Linked DNA regions of Anas platyrhynchos: region 1 is linked to region 2. A link is a contact called in public Hi-C data. All regions are on one chromosome and are shown on one strand. Each heading gives the region's core, a stretch centred on a gene start, on an enhancer-like site or on the middle of the called end of the contact. The rest is flanking DNA. Distances are from core to core; before and after follow the strand shown.

Region 1 (3,271 bases), core at 5-2,504, 160 kb before region 2:
AGAATACTTAAAATGAGAAGTAACACAAAAAGCAACACACACAATGGAAAACTTGCAATCACGACAAAGATCAGATGAAGACAGATTCATGACCTATGCTGTCATTGGGAATCGAATATCAAGGAATTCTCCCAGCAGACAGTGAAGGGAAACAGGCTTTCTGGGCATAGTTGCTTTTCCCTTCACCTGTAGTCCCTGCAAGTGCTGCCCCAGAGAGGAATTTAACAGATTTGCTCCATTTTCTAAGAGCACCTTTTGCTCATCATGTCAAATTTCAGTTCTGCCTGTGCTTTTGCCTGGCTTGAAGCTCAGGTACATTTCCTAGCTCTCTGATGAGCAGTGCTCATTCATTCTTGGAGCCTATAGAGAATGATTTGCCAAACTGCGCTCACCTAATGTACTCCTTTTGCAAAAGCTTTATGTGTTTTGTAGGGAATGATCCATACCACATACCTTTCCCCTCCATCCTCTTCAGGTGCAGGACTGAAACAAAATATTTCCTTCCCTTCCCCCCTCCCCAACTTTATCCTTAGGGTCTTCCCACCTATCTGCTCTCAACTGCTACTTCTAGCAAGTCATTCGTTTTGTGGAGTGTAACACAAAGCAAATAGCTCTTACCAACCAAAAATAACACTGAGATGGCAGGCAGGAAAGGATGCTATCTTCTTAGGTCTCTTTGTCTTAAAACTTTCAGTTATTTAGTTGAAACAGAACTTGGATTTGAACGATTTCTAAAAACAGCTCTGCCAAAAATCACACTTGGACCTTGCCAAGCTTTGAATAATTCAGATGCAATAACAAAATAGCATTTTGTCAAACAACCAAAAAACTGTAATGGAAGTTGTTGCAAAAATGTACCTTGTTATTGGGGATGGAAGCACATGTCATTACTTTGCTAATTTCCTGTATTTTTTCCTTGCAGTTCTCGCGTTTTTCCACATGATGGCAGCTAGGCTCTGCTATAAGCTTCCTCTAGACAAAATGTTAAGCTGCTTAACAGAATCTTGGCTTAGCGAGGTTTTTAAATGCCTTCAATTAAGCTGCAACTGTACAATTGTTTTTAAAAACTATCCTCTGTAATTCACACAAAGAAAGGGTTATTCAGAGGGACTTTGGTGGCGTGGATCCACCTCTCTGTAAAGAATTTCAGTTGGTTATAGATAAGCTTAGACTGAGCATGACTAGTGGAGCCTATAGCACCCCTTCTGAACTGACACATCACTACTGTAGAGGATGAGAAACTTGGAGCCTTTGGCTCTAGAAGAGCTGTGTTGCTGTTGTTTGCTCCATGTTCCTCTGCTCTATAACCACTTTTCCATGATTTAAGCACTGAAAACCTAATTCACCAAGCACCAGCACAGGAAGGTGACAGCACAACTGATGGCAAATTCTTAAACCCTGCATTCTTAGCCAGCCCACAAAGCTCCCTCTTCTCCAGCCAGAGCTGCCAGAGCCAGGCTGTTGCCACCACGGCAGTTACAGCTGCATGGCATTGATTCAACTTCATCTGTCTGCTCGTCACACCCATATACTAACATCAGGTTTCTGTTAGGAAACTTTGCTATAGTAAACTCCATCCACATCATACCACCTGGGGGACTAAAGCAAAACCTCAGAGCAGCCTGAATGCTGTATTAGCACGTTCTGACCAGTGCAGGGCTCCTGAAGGTGTGGTAAAGCTAGGAACACATCATCATCTCTTGGTAAAGCTTCAGAGATGACTGGCCCAGTTAAGGAACTCCAGTGTCCATCTCTTCCTCCTGAAGGCCCAAGAGATAATGCAAGAAGAGTATAGAGATTTCTAAGTTCAAACTAAGAAAAGTTAATTTTCTCCCCAAAACTTATTTTCTCCCCAAAACTTAAGGAATCAGTAGTAATATGCCCATATCTCCTAGTAGGCTATTAACACAAGATGGAAAACCTGAGGCATATCCATTGCCTGTAGCTGAACAGTGAAGACAAGTTGTCCCAAAATGATATATGGCCAAAAAGGCTTCCCATTATTTATACTATCCCTTGCCCCCAGCAACTCAACACCTAATCACTGGCATTGCCCTCTGCAGACAGAGGACCCAAGGGCAGCCCCTCCAGATTCCAAACTAAGGAGTCTGGCTGTCTTCAAGCCAGGACTGAATCAGGTTCTGCAACAGATAAACAGTCAGAAAAGTTGAAGTTGCAGACCCAGCCCACCGATCTTTCCCAAGCTTGGCTCCTACGTAAGAGACACACTCCTTAGGGGTAGGAGGTACTCCATACACAAGTGATAAATGCAGCTTAAGCCCAGTCATGACATTTGAATTTGTATTAAATAAAGTTACAGCCAATCTTTTAAACTCGTATCACATCAGTGTCATCTCCTCTGGTATGTCCAAGCCAGAGATGTGTTCTTCCCTCACGTTAGATAAAATCATCAGAAAACTGATGAACTTCATACCATAACCAGCTAAAATGAGGGGAGGACACCAGTCACCAGAACATCTAAGATGATACCTTGATACCCTGGCCTGATAACAAGTCCTCACTGGGATTTGGTCACCTATTATCCCATATGAGGAAAGAAAAAAGAAATGCCCATTAAAATAAAAATAAATAACAACAATGATCACTGAAATAGAGGCTTCAGAGATCCCAACATTATTAATCCAACATTCAAACTACATGGGGCAGGCCAAAACATCATTTCAAGCTTGCAAGATTTGTGCTTTTCTTTAAACAGGAGCACTGGGAACATTGTTTGATTTTATAAATGCATGTAACAAAATACCTACAGGAGTAGGAACTTTAAAAGAATAGTCATAGTAAGATTTTACAATGAGCTATTTCAGCTCCCTCTGGTTCTTTTAACAGAGGCACATAGCAGTCTTGCCCTACTTCATGCCCTGGCAGAGGACTACAGCAGGACTTGTCATGGAAGTCCCCACCTCAACTCACAAGCATACCTGACAAGCTGTGCGATCAATCCTTTGTGTCCTGCCCCAATGCAACAAATGAATAAATGTTACACATCAAGCACTGGACCATAGCTGCTATTAAAATGAGTCTTTACATACGTGGACTGTTACTTACAGACTGTCAACACTGCTTTGTTTTTTCTCAAATCTGACAGTCTTGGATTCAAAGGTCCCACATTGCTGAGGCAGAAAATCACAACATAAGCAAAATTAGCTATGATCTGGAGACTGTGCAGAAATGAGCAATCATCCAGACTGAATGAACTGGAAATTCAGGAACACAAAACATTTTTCTAAAACTGTTTAATAAAAAAGTGTGA
Region 2 (3,177 bases), core at 215-2,714:
GTTCATTACTGCTGCAGCTGAAGGAATTAATGTCTTTTTCTTTGAAGACATTAAACCATCTCTTATAACATCTTTTCTCAAATTTGCTTTAAGTATAAACTTAAAAGTTAGCAAACCAGTTGTCAGATTTTTTATGAAAGTCATTATTGTCATGCCTATCTTTCAGTTGTTCTGAGTAAGAATAATAATATATAATGAAAGATTATAATTCCTGTGCTTTAGGTAACTTATACTTATCTAAAGTTTCTTACACTTTCCTTGGTTTACATAGTAACCGAGCTATTTATTGTGTCAGATTAAGCTAACTTATAAATATCTTTTCATTAAGCAAATAAGAATTTCATTGTGCAATACTTTTCTAAAAATAAATAAATAAATAAAGCTTTCCTTAAGTCAGATTGTGCAATATAAGCAGTAGAGTCTTTCTAGCACCATTTTTATAGCTAGCATTACAGATGCAAGAGCCAGAAATTGTGCTTTTAACTTAGCTCAGAAAATAGGTTTACGAAGGTGGTTATATTAAACTTCTTTTATTTCAGTGGTAAAAATGCATTAACTTTTGAAAACTGTTTCAGAGTGGTCTTCTAAACATAATGGGTAGCATAAAAAAAATAATGAATCCCTCTGTCCCTCAAATAGATTTATTTTTCAAAAATCTCTTTAGCCCATTAGAAATTACAGGTTTTTATTCAATAGATAAAGGTAATATCTGATATCTTTTAACTGGTGATTTGTTTCATTATTAACTCACTCAATAATGGCTTCTTTTGCTAAGATGTCCTGTAGCAGGAAGATTAGTTTGACTATTAACCATTTGTACTGTAAATCCACGCATATTGGAAAGCAGCTGCTAGATTTTCCTTAGCTAAGCAGTTGTTGTAGATGTTATGTACCTTCTCAGGAATACCTCTGGAAAGGTATTCTTAGGGGAAAGAAAAGGCATGGGCAGGGCACTCTGCAGCTCCAGGATGGAAGAAGTAATGCAAGCTACTTGGGTATAACAGTAGGGAAACGAGCTACACCACTTACCAAGTTTTTTCTTCCTTCTTCAAGCTTCTATTTGTAGGCACTTAACGTTTTTCTTGAATACAAGTGCTGTGATGTGTATCATATTTCTGAGACAAAACATAGTAACTTTGTTTTCTATTTAATCCTATGCTGAATTCGATACCTGTCAATACAGGTAGATGCCAAACCAGAAATGGCATTTCCATTCTAAATCACTTAATGCAACCCAAATTACATTCCATTGAAATGCCAAAAATCAAGCTATCCAAGCTTGGTTTTTCCACTATTTAATACAGTTTCAATCTTTCTTCCTCTTAAATAGAATCATTTGCTCTTAGCTTCAGACATACTTGCTGTGCCCACACCCTTCCTGAGCCATCCTTGAATCTTATTATAGCTTGGCTCATCCTCTCTCTCGCTGCAATAGCTCTTCGTGCTGCAGCATCGCACTTTGCTTGGGAATGCAGCTGCGGGAGGGGAGAAGCACCAATCCTGATCCTCGGGTGCGTGTGTCACCCACAGCCTGAGCATGAGCTCCACGGGCATAAGACCCTGTGAGTCTGTTCTGTCCTGAGCCTCCACTTTGGAGAATCGGCCGCTTTTTGCGTTATCGTAGCTTGTTTATATAATTTGGTTTTGAAACTACTTGTTCAGCTGAGCAGCTTTTCATTCAGCTGCTTAATTGAAGAAAATACCATTCATGCTGCTGTTTAGCAATATACTGTCATCTAGCGGTGTAATTGTGTACTTTAAGCAAGGTGGGCTGCTATTTTCCCTGCGTTTAGGAATTTTTACCCTGGAGAAATACCTGATTGAATAACAGTCCTCAGGCTTGCCTTTTGATCTACCCTGTCTTATCCATCCTGGTTTTGTATCAAGGAGTTAGCTGTTACACCAACTTCATATCTGTGCAGTCCTTGCTATAGTTGTGGAGTTAGGCATCTTCTGTAATAGTTTGTTTCAAATGCAAGATTATACTTTACAGTTATTTTTAATTTTCCTGTGATTTACAAAGTATGTTACCCTTCCTGTCCTAGTGCATATCACTTGGAATGAGACTTGGTTATCAATATGACTTTATGTTAAACATTTGCTTAGCTGCTAAGAGTGCTTTAAATGTATGCCAGTCTACTTCTGAACTGTGCAAATCTGCAAGAGCAATTCAGTGTATCCTCCTCAGTGCAGTCAGCAAACCTTTCAAGTCTTCAAAGGTCAGTATTGCTGTAGGAAGAATGTCCCCAATTCTCTGTCTGTAGCTGACATAAAATGGGAACAGTATCAACTGCTGCAAGCAACCCCTCTGCTGCTTCACAAAAGTATGGTCTTGTGGGTCTTTCCCTTTCAGTTTGCTCCTCTTAAGTTGTAGTATTTTTTGCCACAAAAAGCTGGTAAGCAAAAACCAAATTAGTACATCAGAAGCAATGCAAACACCTCTCTTTTTTCTTTAGATGGCTTGTCCTGGAAGCACTTTGTTTACTAGATGTCTTTTCAAGGCTATATTCCATTTTAGTTCCTTTATTGTTTTATTTGTAAAGAAACCAATTTCTTATCAAGTTTTCTAGCGTATATTAAAACACTGAGAATCTTACTGTTTTCAGACAAATTGGAGCTATACAGTCATTCCTGTTCTATGGTGCAAAGCTTTAAACATCTCTGAAAATGGGAAAAATTATTTCAGCATATATAGAATACAGATTACTCATACTAATTTATACTGTGAAATTAAATGCATTTTTTTTACATTTAGTCTTGCTGACATTGATGCAAAGTTTTGTAAACCTATATTTTGGTGAAATAGATTTAAAAAAATTGTAACCAGATGTATATTTTTAACAGTAAAATGGTAGATGGATTTTCAGTTATAAATAAATAAATGAAGACTCAGTTCTATAGATAAAAATAAGTTTTCTGGATAAGTTCTCTACATTTTATACTTTTATTTTGAGAGGTTCATTCACAATTCTTATTGTATTGCTTTTAGTTGCTGATGTGTGGTCAGGATGAGTGGATTAGGAGAAAACTCCTTAGATAGCTTGGCCAATGAGTCAAGGAAGCGCAAGCCATTGCCTTGTGATACCCCAGGTGCAAGGTAGGTGTATAGAGACTACTTTGTTTCTTTTGCTATGTGTTTGTTTGTTTTACTATCTGAAAAGTTTTCATTGCACTTTT

The links. Hi-C and Micro-C count contacts between places; a contact is called where the count stands out from the background.
Region 1: a contact with region 2 is called in a Hi-C map of liver, with 2.7 times the contacts expected there. The contact joins two enhancer-like sites. A contact is called at or near these places in 2 of 8 Hi-C or Micro-C datasets (liver and subcutaneous adipose tissue).

Annotation. Positions count from the first base shown.
Region 1 is chr21:4,137,949-4,141,219 of IASCAAS_PekinDuck_T2T, reverse strand. No RefSeq gene overlaps it. Among named protein-coding and RNA genes, the nearest start is that of ZMYND8, 67 kb to the right of the region's middle. Within about 2 kb of position 1,254, at least 1 of the 8 cell types and tissues checked has an H3K27ac peak or open chromatin away from gene starts, as enhancers often do.
Region 2 is chr21:3,978,323-3,981,499 of IASCAAS_PekinDuck_T2T, reverse strand. It overlaps NCOA3 (nuclear receptor coactivator 3), which reads left to right. Exons shown (of 23, transcript XM_038166037.2): 3 at 2,990-3,097. The coding sequence starts at 3,009. Among named protein-coding and RNA genes, the nearest start is that of NCOA3, 59 kb to the left of the region's middle. Within about 2 kb of position 1,464, at least 1 of the 8 cell types and tissues checked has an H3K27ac peak or open chromatin away from gene starts, as enhancers often do.